Linked DNA regions of Pan troglodytes: region 2 is linked to region 1. The links are chromatin contacts, called in public Hi-C maps. All regions are on one chromosome and are shown on one strand. The core of a region is the stretch at or near the end of the contact, and the rest is flanking DNA. Distances in the headings are between cores, read along the strand shown. Region 1 has its middle 45 kb from the start of CLHC1. Region 2 holds the start of EML6 (EMAP like 6).

Region 1 (5,714 bases), core at 1,776-4,275:
TAATGTGTTAGGGCCACACTGAGAAGGATCCATCTTTTCCACTCAAGGAACAGTTGTATGGGTTAAATTCTGTTATCTTGTTTTATTAGGTCAGATAATAAAAATACTGTCATAAATAGAGTGAGCTTTAGGTGGGTTTGTGCTTAACAGGAAGGGCATGTCACCCTTCTACCACTTTGGTTGTACACAGATCAGAATGTGTGACAACACATTCCCATCCATTTTCTCCTGGAACTCTTCCTTTGCCTCATACCGCTCACACATTTTGACTATATTGTTGTTGTTGTTGTTTGAGACGGAGTCTTCCTCTGTCACTCAGGCTGGAGGGCAGTGGTGCGATCTTGGCTCACTGCAACCTCCGCCTTCTGGGTTCAAGTGATTCTCCTGCCTCAGCCTCCCAAGTAGCTGAGATTACAGGCGCCCCCCACCACGCCTGGCTAATTTTTGTATTTTTAGTAGAGATGGGGTTTCACCATGTTGGCCAGACTGGTCTCAAACTCCTGACCTCAGGTGATCTGCCCGCCTTGGCCTCCCAAAGTGCTGGGATTACAGGCGTGAGCCACCATGTCCAGCCTGCTCACACACTTTGAAAATGTACATTTTGGAAGCAGCCCCCAGCAGTGGGACTGAATTGTCAAAAGATTTTTGCCAAATTGCTTAAAGAGTTAGGCGTTTATGAATTAATGATGATGAGTTTTGATTGCAGGCCCTGACCAACCCAAAGAGCAAACAGTGTGAAAAGTCAGCTTGAAAAGTCTGCAGGCTGTTTTTGGCCAGCCTCCTTGAGGTGAGTACTTAATGTTGATCAGCTTCTGAACACAACATCCAGAAACAGGTTTGTGCTGCTACTAGGATCAATAATGAGAATGCGAAAAACATTGGCAGAGAGATTCCAGTGGCCTTCCAGATTGCAGTGCAGAGAGCCTGCTTGCTAAGAAACCAAAGATAGGTATTAATCTTGGCATCCGAGAATGTGACTCTCCCTGTTTTCTTGAGGGTGCAGGGACAGGGAGAATAATTGCCAAGGCTATTCCTTCTATTCCTTTGCCCAGGTTGGTCCCCTAGAGATGGGGAAAAGTCCTTTATGCTATTTGTGTGTATAAACAGTCTCCAAGTTTCTTCTACCCTCTGGGTATGCTTTTTCAGGTGTCAAATGAACATGATAATATTTTCTAAGAGATGATTTTCATGCTAACTCTTTCTCTAAGGAACAAGAGGTCTTGAAGAGCTCATAACACCAGTAGCAGATACCAGAAAAAGGTGCATATCTTAAACCCAAGTGACACATAAATTAGACATCAATAAGATTACAGCTACTCTCATTCTATGATTTGTAATCCATGAAAAATTGCTTATAAAATGAATATTTTCTAAATGAAATAGGACCGAAATGGTTATTTTGAAGAAATTTTCCTGGGAATGCTCTGTGAGATGAATCACCAACTCCTAATTTATCTGCCTGGTAAATGTTAGGTTTGCCTAATGCAAAGTGTCCCATTGATAGGGATAATAGCAGGCACCACAAACACTTGTTGAAATCATCTTTGCTCAAATGCTAAATAGAGTATCAAAACTAGTTTGAGGCTTCACATTAAGAAAACTGTTACTAATTTTGAGCATGTATAGATCGGGAAGATGTAGAAAGAAAAGTTGAAGGAATGGGGTTATTCAATTTGGGAAGAAAAAAACAAACATATAATCACAGTTCTGCCTTTGAGTGTCCAAAAGCCCTCACCTTAAGGATACAACAAACTCTAAGCCACATGAGCCATAGAACTAAATAATAAACCATTTTTATTTGAGACAGAATAATTTGCTGATGGTGGAGATTGTGAAGGCTGGTATTGGGTCAATAAAGAAAGTTGTAGAAGGAGCTACTCTGAAAGCCTTAAAAAATAAACTAGTTGCTCTCTTCTGTTTGATATAATTATGGTAGTTTCTGGGTTTTAGAGGAGTCCTAAAGAAAATTCTTGAGATGATCTTTTTGGAGAAGCCCTGTGCAACACTCAAAATTACTTAATCCAACAACCATTTCCTGATTAGCTACTAAAAGATGAATAAGACATCCTATGTATCTCATGGGTACTTGCAATCTAGAAGTAAAGTTATATACAAACAACGGTAATACAACATGGTAAGAGTTAAAATGGAAACATATACAGAACAATGACCTTTCTTGGTTAGGATTTACTAGAATATGTGCCAGTTTGACTCAGTAGATGGCAGCAGAGATGCCAGCAAGACCTTCAGTGATTGGAATTGTTTTTATGGGGAAGAAGTGAGGCTGGTCCTATTGTTTCTAGTCATATTTTTCAATATAGTCATATTTTCTGGTTGGAAAGCTTGAGCAGCTCAAGGACCATTCTTGGAGGATTTGTATTCTTAAGAAGATGGCCCTTTAAGGAAAATTTACTCTATATGAAAATATGTAAACATCCAAGCACTTTTTCATATTTAGCTTTTCAGTGAAATAGGGATGAGGGTGGGGTGAGTGGGGTGAGTCCAGGCCTGGAGAGAGGACTTTGTTTTCTAAACATAGCATTTATTTTCAAGGCACTTCAAAGGCTGTATTGTAGTAGGATCCTGCTCTTTATGCAGCAATCCTACACTGTTAGACGCTTGACCAGGCCCCTCGTGGCTTGGCTGACTTTTCTGTTTGTGCTGCTTTGGGCTGAAGCACAGGCTAGTTGAAGAGTTGTTGCTGATGCCGTAACTGTAGCTTTGAAACCTTTTGGCATGCCCAGTGTATTCTTCAGGAAACTAAGAAATGTAGACTTAGAAATAACCCAAGCCAGACAACTTGTTGCCAGATTGTGGGGAGTGTATTCTCCCAAAATCATTGAGATGGTTTCAGAACTAACTGAAGAGAGTGCCTGGTTATTCTGCTTGCACAGTCTTCAAGCCTTGATTCAAAGTGGGGCAATGAGATTAGTACAGAGGTGAAAGCAAGAGGCATCTGTGTATGCCTCTGAAGAGACCCTAGCCTAGGAAGTAATTCTGAGACTTTATTATTTTCTGACCAGAACTGCCAGCTCACGGATCTCCACATACCACTTAGCTTTTGAAGGGAGCCTGTGAGCCAAGGTTAAGTCTTCTTTCACCCCACAGTTGGGGTTTTATTTGTTGTCTTTGTTCCTCAGCTCTGTCTCCATCAAAAACAAAATAATGAGCTTGTTGGTCAAGCAGCTTGTAATTTTCCCAGGTCAGCTGAGTGTCTAGAGGAGGAGAAACAAGGCCTGATGATTCCTGAGTAGGTGAATACATTTAGGAGGACAGAGAATTATTTGTAAGTCAGGGTTTCTCAACCTCAGCACTATTGACAGTTTGGACGGGATAATTCTTTGTTATGTGAGGTTGTCCTGTGGCCTTGTAGATGCAGGACACTAGATGCCAGTAATCACCCTCCCCCACCCCAGCTCCCCTGGCTATCAGAAATTGTGTTAGGCCACGCCCAGTGGTTTGGCGCCACTAGTGTGAGTTTTCCTCATGAGTATAAAAACTCTACCACTCCACAGTTAAATGTCATAGTTACTGGGTGGATCTTCTGTAAACAGGGTCAGAGATAGTAAAGTAAGGGCCTGGACCTCCCTTATTTCTTTCTCCAACATAAATCACTACTTATCATTGCAGATCCAGAAAGCATCTTTTTTTTTTTTTTTTTTTTGAGATGGAGTCTCACTCTGTCACCAGGCTGGAGTGCAGTAGCGCCATCTGGGCTCACACAACCTCCGACTCCCTGGTTCAAGCGATTCTCTTGCCTCAGCCTCTTGAGTAGCTGGAATTATAGGCACGTGCCACCGCACCCTGCTAATTTTTGTATTTTTAGTAAAGGCGGGGTTTCACCATGTTGGCCAGGATGGTCTCAATCTCCTGACCTCATGATCCACCCGCCTCAGCCTCCCAAAGTGCTGGGATTACAGGAGTGAGCCACTGCACCCGGCCCAGAAAACATCTTGAGCTATGTACATGGAAACAAACAAACAAAACAAAACAGGCCTTATCTCACTTTCAACTCAGAAATCTCAGTATCTCAGGGATTCTTGGTAAGACAGAAGTAACTGATGTGCTCAGATTTCTCTTGTAGGCAGAAGGCTATCACCTTCAAGCATGAGCTGCCTGCCTTCTGAACTCTGCAGACCGCCTCTTCTGTTCTCTGGGGGCACATTGGCTTCCGTGTTCCTAGGTTTAACCTTTCTTCTTCCCTTGATCCCTTTATATCTTCAGTTAGGAGCCCAGGCTGTGGAAATGCTTGCCTGGAAGGGTGGGAACCAAAGTGCCCTCAGTGGCTTTAGAATGTGACTTGTTATTGCATCCACTTGTGCCATTTGTCAAAGAGGATGATAGAGACTTGGCTCTATTAGGTGAGAAATTGGCATAGCTATTAAACTGACTGACATTCAAACCAAGCTTTATTACAGAAAGCTACAGAGATGATAGGATTGAAAACATGACCTTTTGCCAGAAAGCTAGTGGGAAATGGGATCATTAACCTTGAAGAAATATTAAAGATGAACCATAAAGGATTACTGAACAGAGAACCTTATACATGTTTTCTACTTCTGCTTAAGACAACAAAAAGAAATTCACACAGGAATTTAATTTAAGTTAAAACTTTAAATTATTGCAGGGAGATGTTTTTGATAGTTAAGGTTTATGAACTTTATAAGGGGTGACAGTTCTGAGGGTGGGTTTGGAGTGCTCTTTAAAGGTCTTTAAGAACTGGCTGTACCTATATCTGACTGATTGGTTGAGGAAGGGCAGGTTCTGTGAGGCAAGGGATCACCTTTTCAGTCCCCCTGCTCTGATGCTTGGATGGCCCAATACACATGTTGTGGTTGACTGTAAGGTGGCACCAAACTTAATTCTCTAAATAAGGACTTGGGCAATGTTCTTCACGGTGTGAGTTACCTGACCAGACTCAACAGATGACAATCTTCTCTCTGCCTTCAGCAGGGCTCTGCACATTTACTTCATAAGCAGTGTTGTGGGTAGGGCTCCCTGAAAAGCTGACTCTGAGACAGAGGTTTGTGTGCAGGCTGTTCATTAGGAAGTGCTCTCCATATCCACACTGTGGAAGGGAAGAGAAGAAAGCAGGGTTGGGCAGAGGGAGAAGCTAAGCTCTGAAGTAGTCCCAGAAAAGAGCTCAGCTGACCACTTGGAATGCACTGAAGCTGGGAGGGCCCTTCTGAGTTATCCCCATTTGGTGTGTGGAGCCAGGCCTTTAGACTTCTGTGGATGAGTCACTGGATGGGGGCTGCCACTGGAAGTAGGCATGACTTGGGCAGGGTAGTTTCCTTCAGCCCAGGAAGTCCCCAAGAGTGCTGATGGCCATGGATCTTGCTCTAGCAGCTTTTCGACCAAGTGGGGGACTAAACTCTTCATTCATGAAACGGGACCTGGGGAGCGTCACAGTGTCCACCACAGCAGCTTCCCCTGGCTTCTACTTGGGTCTGAGTCTTTCCTTCACCCTTTACATAAGAAGCCTTTTCCTCCAGGAACATATTTCCCTTCCCCTCATTCCCACCCAACCCTTTGCCACCCCAGTACAGGGAGTGAGTACAGAGCCACAGATTCTGTTTGTTTTGAAATTTATTCCTCCCTCCCTCTTTCCTCGTCTTCTTCATTTCTCTCTTTCACCTCTCATCAGGCAGATTCATGGCCTCGTGACAGCCAGCCTAGATGGCAAGCTAAATGTCAAGCTGATTTCTTCCTCT
Region 2 (5,653 bases), core at 1,770-4,269, 450 kb after region 1:
CTGTAACAATTTTTCAACTTTACGTCTCAGAAAAAAAAAGGCTCTGGAATATAAGCACATCATTAGGAAGCAAAAAAAAAAAGCTGATCTTTGAAATCATTCTCTGCACTGAGAAATTAGGAGCATGGACATGACATCACTTCATTTATTTCATTGTGAAAGACAAACTTAGAGCAAAAGTGGCAATATTCTGAGAATGTAATGGTAGTTGTTCTACATCAATGAAACACACAAGTTTGGAAGGTATAAATATGGTCTCTGTCAGTTGTAGTCCATCCTCAGCAAGTCATTTTCCCTGTGGGCTGAGGCTCCCATATGACGAAAATCTTCCTTAACTGCTGAAGGCTGAAAAGGATTCCCTGTGAACAGCATCTGGCCCATACCTTGTTTGCTCACATAAAAGCTGACAAGGGCTGGAGGAAAATGTGTCTGGTCCAAAGATGAGAGGATAGGGCCAAGAATCACAATATAACCCCTTTCAATTTAATCGGGAGGGCCCCTAAAATGGCCATTCATCCAAATGAGCTCTCCTGTCAGTCAGTCTCGGGCCATCCGCTAGCAGATGTTGGTTATTGTGTGGGTTGGCTGGTAGGATTTTGTGATCCAGCAGCTGCCAGCCTTTAATAACCTCAATGATGTTGTGGAAGCATCCATTTAGTGTATAAATATGCTTTGGGCATTAAAACACTGCCAAGTGAAATATTAGAGAACAAACTCCCCACCCACTGCAGAAATTTCCCAGGTCCAAAGCATCTGAGATGAAGATTCCAAATTACCAGTAGTAAAATTTCTTTTAGATCTTTTTTAATCCTCTTGCTTACTGAGAAACCCACTGAGGAGCCTCCCAAAGATGATGCTCCCACTTCAGGCTATTGGTCCTACCGTGCACCTGGTTAGGGAAGGAAGAAGTGTTTCATAGTTACCCAGGCTCCTTCCACTTGTAGCAGGAAAGAACAGCAAGAAAGCATCAGAACACTCAACTCCTTGGAGATTTAAAAGCCAGAATTCCGGAGGGATACAGCGAAAAGACATCTCTCCCTCCTCACCTACACTCCCCACACTGTTTCTGCCCTGGCCCTAGAATCAGCAGCCCTTCAGTAATTCCATGCGGCTCCAGAGAGAATCCTCTATTCCACGGGGCTCCCGGATCCGACCCCAGGTCAACCGCTTCCCACCTTCCCAGCCTCCACACGCAACCCCTCCCCGCCGCCCCTGGCCACCCCCTTACCTGATAATGTCGTCGTTGTGTCCCAGGAAGAATTTTTGGCTGTGCTCGCGGGTGTTGTAAACCACCCCGACCCCAGCCACAAAGTAGACCACCTCCTTGCCTGCCGTGTAGTACAGGTTGTTGCGGCACTGGTGACCCCGGTACCCGTACACCCACTCCAGCCGGAGCTGGCAGCGGGGCGCCGTCCGATCCGCCATGATAAGCCGACCCCGCGCGCCCCCCGCCCCCCCGCGCGCCGGGGCCGTCCTCGCCGAGGCTGGGGCTGCGGCGGACCTGCAGGGGCTCAGCGCGCGGCGCAGGGCGCTGATTTCCGCGGCGACACACAGGCACAGCCCAGCGGGCCGGCCGCCACCATCATCCGCTGCAGCCGCCGCAGACAAGCCGCCGCCGCCGGTGTGCGGCCGCCAGACCCCGCCGGGCGCCGGGCTCCCTCTACCCGGGCAAGGCGGCTCTGGGGGCGCCGGCACCGGCGCGCGCGCCTTACTGCACCTGCGGGCTCCGGCCCCCGGGAGAGGCTCTCGGGGGGGCCACCCCGCCTTTTACATCAGGAATCTGCATATCCCAACAGCGATCACCCAGTTCGCTCACTGAAGTTTGCGGTGCGCCGGGGCTTCGCGGCAGGCGGCGGGATTTATTCTGCGATAGCCTTGATTTGACAGGCAACCCGGGTGAGCTCTGCCATCGCCGTCTTTGGATCCGAAATTGACAGTCTATATCCAGGAAGCGAGAGCGAGGAAGAAAGAAACAGATTTTTCGCATAAGTCACCCAATCCAAGAAAATTATCCCCAAACTAAACCAAGTTGGGTATTTTTAAAAATTGTCCCCTACTCCCGCTTTCTCTCTCCAGTTCCATCTCCTTAATGATATGAAATATGCGTAAATGCTGCTGCCTGGCAGTTGCTGATGCGATTTGAAGGAACGCTTGCTGTTTCCCTAATAAGCGAGGGCGAATATGCAATGGTCATTTTTTAGATGCTCCAATTAGTTTTCATTTGTGTGTTTAATAATCATATCCTCCGTGAACCTTCTATTCACCGAGAAAGCCATAAAGAACTTAGCAGCTCTCATTGATCAGCAACTCCAATACGCATCATGAAAGATTGTCTTACTCGGAAGAAACGAGGCACTAGTGCAGTCGGAGGGAGTGCGCTACCTACAAACGCTCCGGGTCGAGGAGAAATTAAATAACAAGTGGCAAAAATCGTGTACTTCTCACAAACCTCTGCGCTAAACACCGGGTCCCACGGAATCCCGGGTCCTGCCCTGAGCCCAGCGTGGAGCGGGGTCGCCCGAGGGACCCGGGGGACAGCAACCCCCCACAGACGCACACGTCCCGGGGGTCGGCGCGCTGCGCGAGGGATGCCCGCCCTCAGGACTGTTCGGCCCGCGCGCACTGCCGCCCTGGCGGCGCCCCGCACTCCTCCCACTCTCGAACCAGCCTCGCCCGCGGAGCATCCGCGCGCTCTCTGCCTCTAACCTCTGCTGCCAGCGGACGCCACCGGCGCGTCCCGGATCCCGCGCGGGCGAGCGAGCGAAATCCTCTGCCTGCCCTCCCCTCCCCGCCTCCCGCACCCGGGGATGGACTTCGTCACTGAGGCGCCGCGGGAGACAGGTTCTTCCTCCAGCCGGGGCTCCGGGGGCGGGGCCACAACGCCGCGCTAGTGAACCTCAGCTAACGGTTACTAGGCGAGATCTCGCCGCTTGGAAACAGCGACGCCCCGGAGGACTGGGGCCGCCCCCTCCCTCTCCTGGTCCCTGTGGCCTCTTCCCCCGACGCATCCTGGGAAGTGTAGTCCTCTCTGCGCCGGTTAGGGCGGACAGCGCGCGGAACGGACCATAAGTCCCAGGATTCCGCGCGCCCAGAGGGAGTCGCAGCGAGACCTGTACCGGCGTCAGCGGAGCCTGCGGCTCTCGGGGTGAGGAGATCGCGGCTCACCAAGGGCGACTGCCTGCCCACGCGGGCGTTCCCTTGTGACTGAGGCGGGAGCTGGCGTGCGTGGGTCTCTGTAGAGAAAAGCAGTGGAGTTGGAATGGAGACGGTCTCCCAGCCCACCACTGGAATTTCTCCTTCATCGGTCTCTGAGAGTTGCTGTAACCGACATCCTCACCATGCTGTAACCGACATCCTCACCATGCTGTAACTGACTCAAGCTTAAGTTTGTTTCCTACTTAAGTTTTCCTTTTCATTCACATGGATTTTAATTTGTTAAAGTGCAGTTCTGCCAAGTTTAAGAAAAATGCTGGGAATGTGAGCTCACTTCTGCCCTAAGAACCAGCGTCTTCCCATGACCTGCGTCCTAAATTAGAGGACTTGGGTATTTACAGAGAACCAGAGTTTGGAAGCAGGAAGGTGCTCACGCCATGAACAGCTAACCTTGGCCTTCAAACGCAGAAGCTGGTGGCATTTCTCCTAAAACTGCCCGAGATGAACTATGAATCCACTGTGTTCTCAAGTAGCCTATTTCCAATTTAGGGCCATAGCTAGTCTTTGGAAAGAGATTTCAAAATCTCAGTGACTAAGAGGCTGCAAAAGGATGATGGATTGGACGTTTGGAACGTCCTTTCCCTCCCATGCTTTGAGTGTAATCGCTTACTCAGTTCATCTCCCTCAAGTTTTAAGACAATCCTCCGACCTGGTAGGAAACCTCGAAAGAACTGGAAGTGCCAGAGTTTGGATGATTTGTTGCTGCCCGCAGTAATGAAGAGGATTTGAATTGGTCTCATCTTTGTTTTTAAGGAAACAGAATCAACAAATAAGTGAGATGGCACTGTGCTAGGCAACAAGAACACTACCAAAAACAAAAACACGGCCTGAGAAAGGTTTGAGATAGAAGCAAAAATATAGTTGATCAATGATGTCGTGCCATAAAACAGTGCCAAATGAATTATATAAAGACAGTAAGTTTTTGTTGTTCTTTTTGTTTTGTTTTGTTTTGTTTTGAGACAAAACAGGCTGTTGCCCAGGTTAGAATATCGTGATCTTGGCTCACTGCAACCTCCGCCTCCTGGGTTCAAACGATTCTCCTGCCTCAGCCTCCTGTGTAGCTGGGATTACAGATACGCACCACCACACCCAGCTAATTTTTGTATTTTTAGTAGAGACAGGGTTTCGCCCTGTTGGCCAGGCTGGTCTCCAACTCCTGACCTCAGGTGTTCTGCCCGCCTCGGCTTCCCAAATTGCTGGGATTACAGGCATGAGCCACTGTGCCTGGCCAGTAAGTTCTATATAAGAATTCAGAAGAGGAAGAGTTTTTCCAGATAAAATACATCAGGAAAAGTTTCATGGAGGAACTAGGAAATATAGATAGAATTGAGATAAGTAAAGATAAATTGAAAGAGCGTTCTACATGCATTTAGGGAATAAACAAAAGTGTAGATGCAGAAAAGTGGATTTAGAGAACACTAAAGAGAATACCCAGTTTGGTGCAAGGGAGAATTCATATAAGATCAAGAGGACACATGAAAGGTTAGATTGTAGATGGAGCTCAGCATAGGGGTTTGCGCTGTATCCTTAAAATAATGGAGTCATTGATTTTTTGAATAAAAATAAGGGAATAGCAATGAAAGCAGTAATCAAAGCATGAGGTATTAGAAGTCTGGGGTAGTGCTTGAGGCTGCGTTAGAGATAGTGGCAGTGGTCTAGAAAGGAAGAGACACTTTCCAGAGAAAATGTACATAGTTTAGCTCTGAGAAGATCAGTTCATTCCTAGATAAAGTGGGAAGGATGTAAACAATAACTTATATAAAATATATCAGAATAGATACATGATCTAGAAATAGCTGCCCCTATCCAAACTGAGCAAGATGAAAAGAAAGGGTGTAGCAAACACAAATGTATTGAAAAGAAGTCTCTTAAATAGAAATGGATAGAACATATTCATTTCCTAAATTATCTTTAGTATAACTAATGACCCCCATGCTGTACCAGACTGTTAGATGAGTTGGAGGAGTAAGTCTGAGTCAGCCACTTACAATTGTAACCTTAGGCAAATCACTAAATCCTCTGATCTTTACTCTCCTCATTTAATAAAGTATAGCAGTACTCACCCCACAGGATAATTGTAAGAATGAAACAAAGTAATACAATTTGTAAAGCATTAGATAAATGTTAATCATTACTATATGGCAGTAGATAGTAACCTCTACTTGAAAGTGTCAAGACTGGTAGTATCCTTTGGAAATAAGCAGTATTAAAAAGCATGAGTAAAACTCATAATATAATAACATTATGTTGTTGTAATGAATAGCAGTTACTATGTTCCAGGCACTATAAATGGTGCTTTACGTGTATCAGATAATTTAATCTTCACCCCAGTAATAATCCTATGAAGTAGTTACTGTTATTTCCTCATTTTACAGATGAAGAAATGAAGGTAAGGAAAGTTTAAGTAACTTGCCAGGATGTGCCCCATGACCCTTCTCTT

The links. A called contact is a pair of places that touch in the nucleus more often than the background predicts.
Region 2: a Hi-C map of stem cell-derived neural progenitor cells shows a contact between it and region 1, with 4 times the contacts expected there. The contact joins the promoter of EML6 here to the enhancer-like site in region 1. A contact is called at or near these places in 1 of 7 Hi-C or Micro-C datasets (stem cell-derived neural progenitor cells), 1 of 1 datasets of contacts at active chromatin or transcription factors (stem cell-derived excitatory neurons) and 1 of 1 other capture datasets (stem cell-derived neural stem cells).

Annotation. Positions count from the first base shown.
Region 1 is chr12:67,477,291-67,483,004 of NHGRI_mPanTro3-v2.0_pri, forward strand. No RefSeq gene overlaps it. Among named protein-coding and RNA genes, the nearest start is that of CLHC1, 45 kb to the left of the region's middle. Within about 2 kb of position 3,026, at least 9 of the 24 cell types and tissues checked have an H3K27ac peak or open chromatin away from gene starts, as enhancers often do. A contact at or near this core is called in stem cell-derived neural progenitor cells, where this site is marked.
Region 2 is chr12:67,923,961-67,929,613 of NHGRI_mPanTro3-v2.0_pri, forward strand. EML6 (EMAP like 6) reads right to left here and starts at 3,020. Exons shown (of 42, transcript XM_063789079.1): 1 at 2,707-3,020; 2 at 1,817-1,938.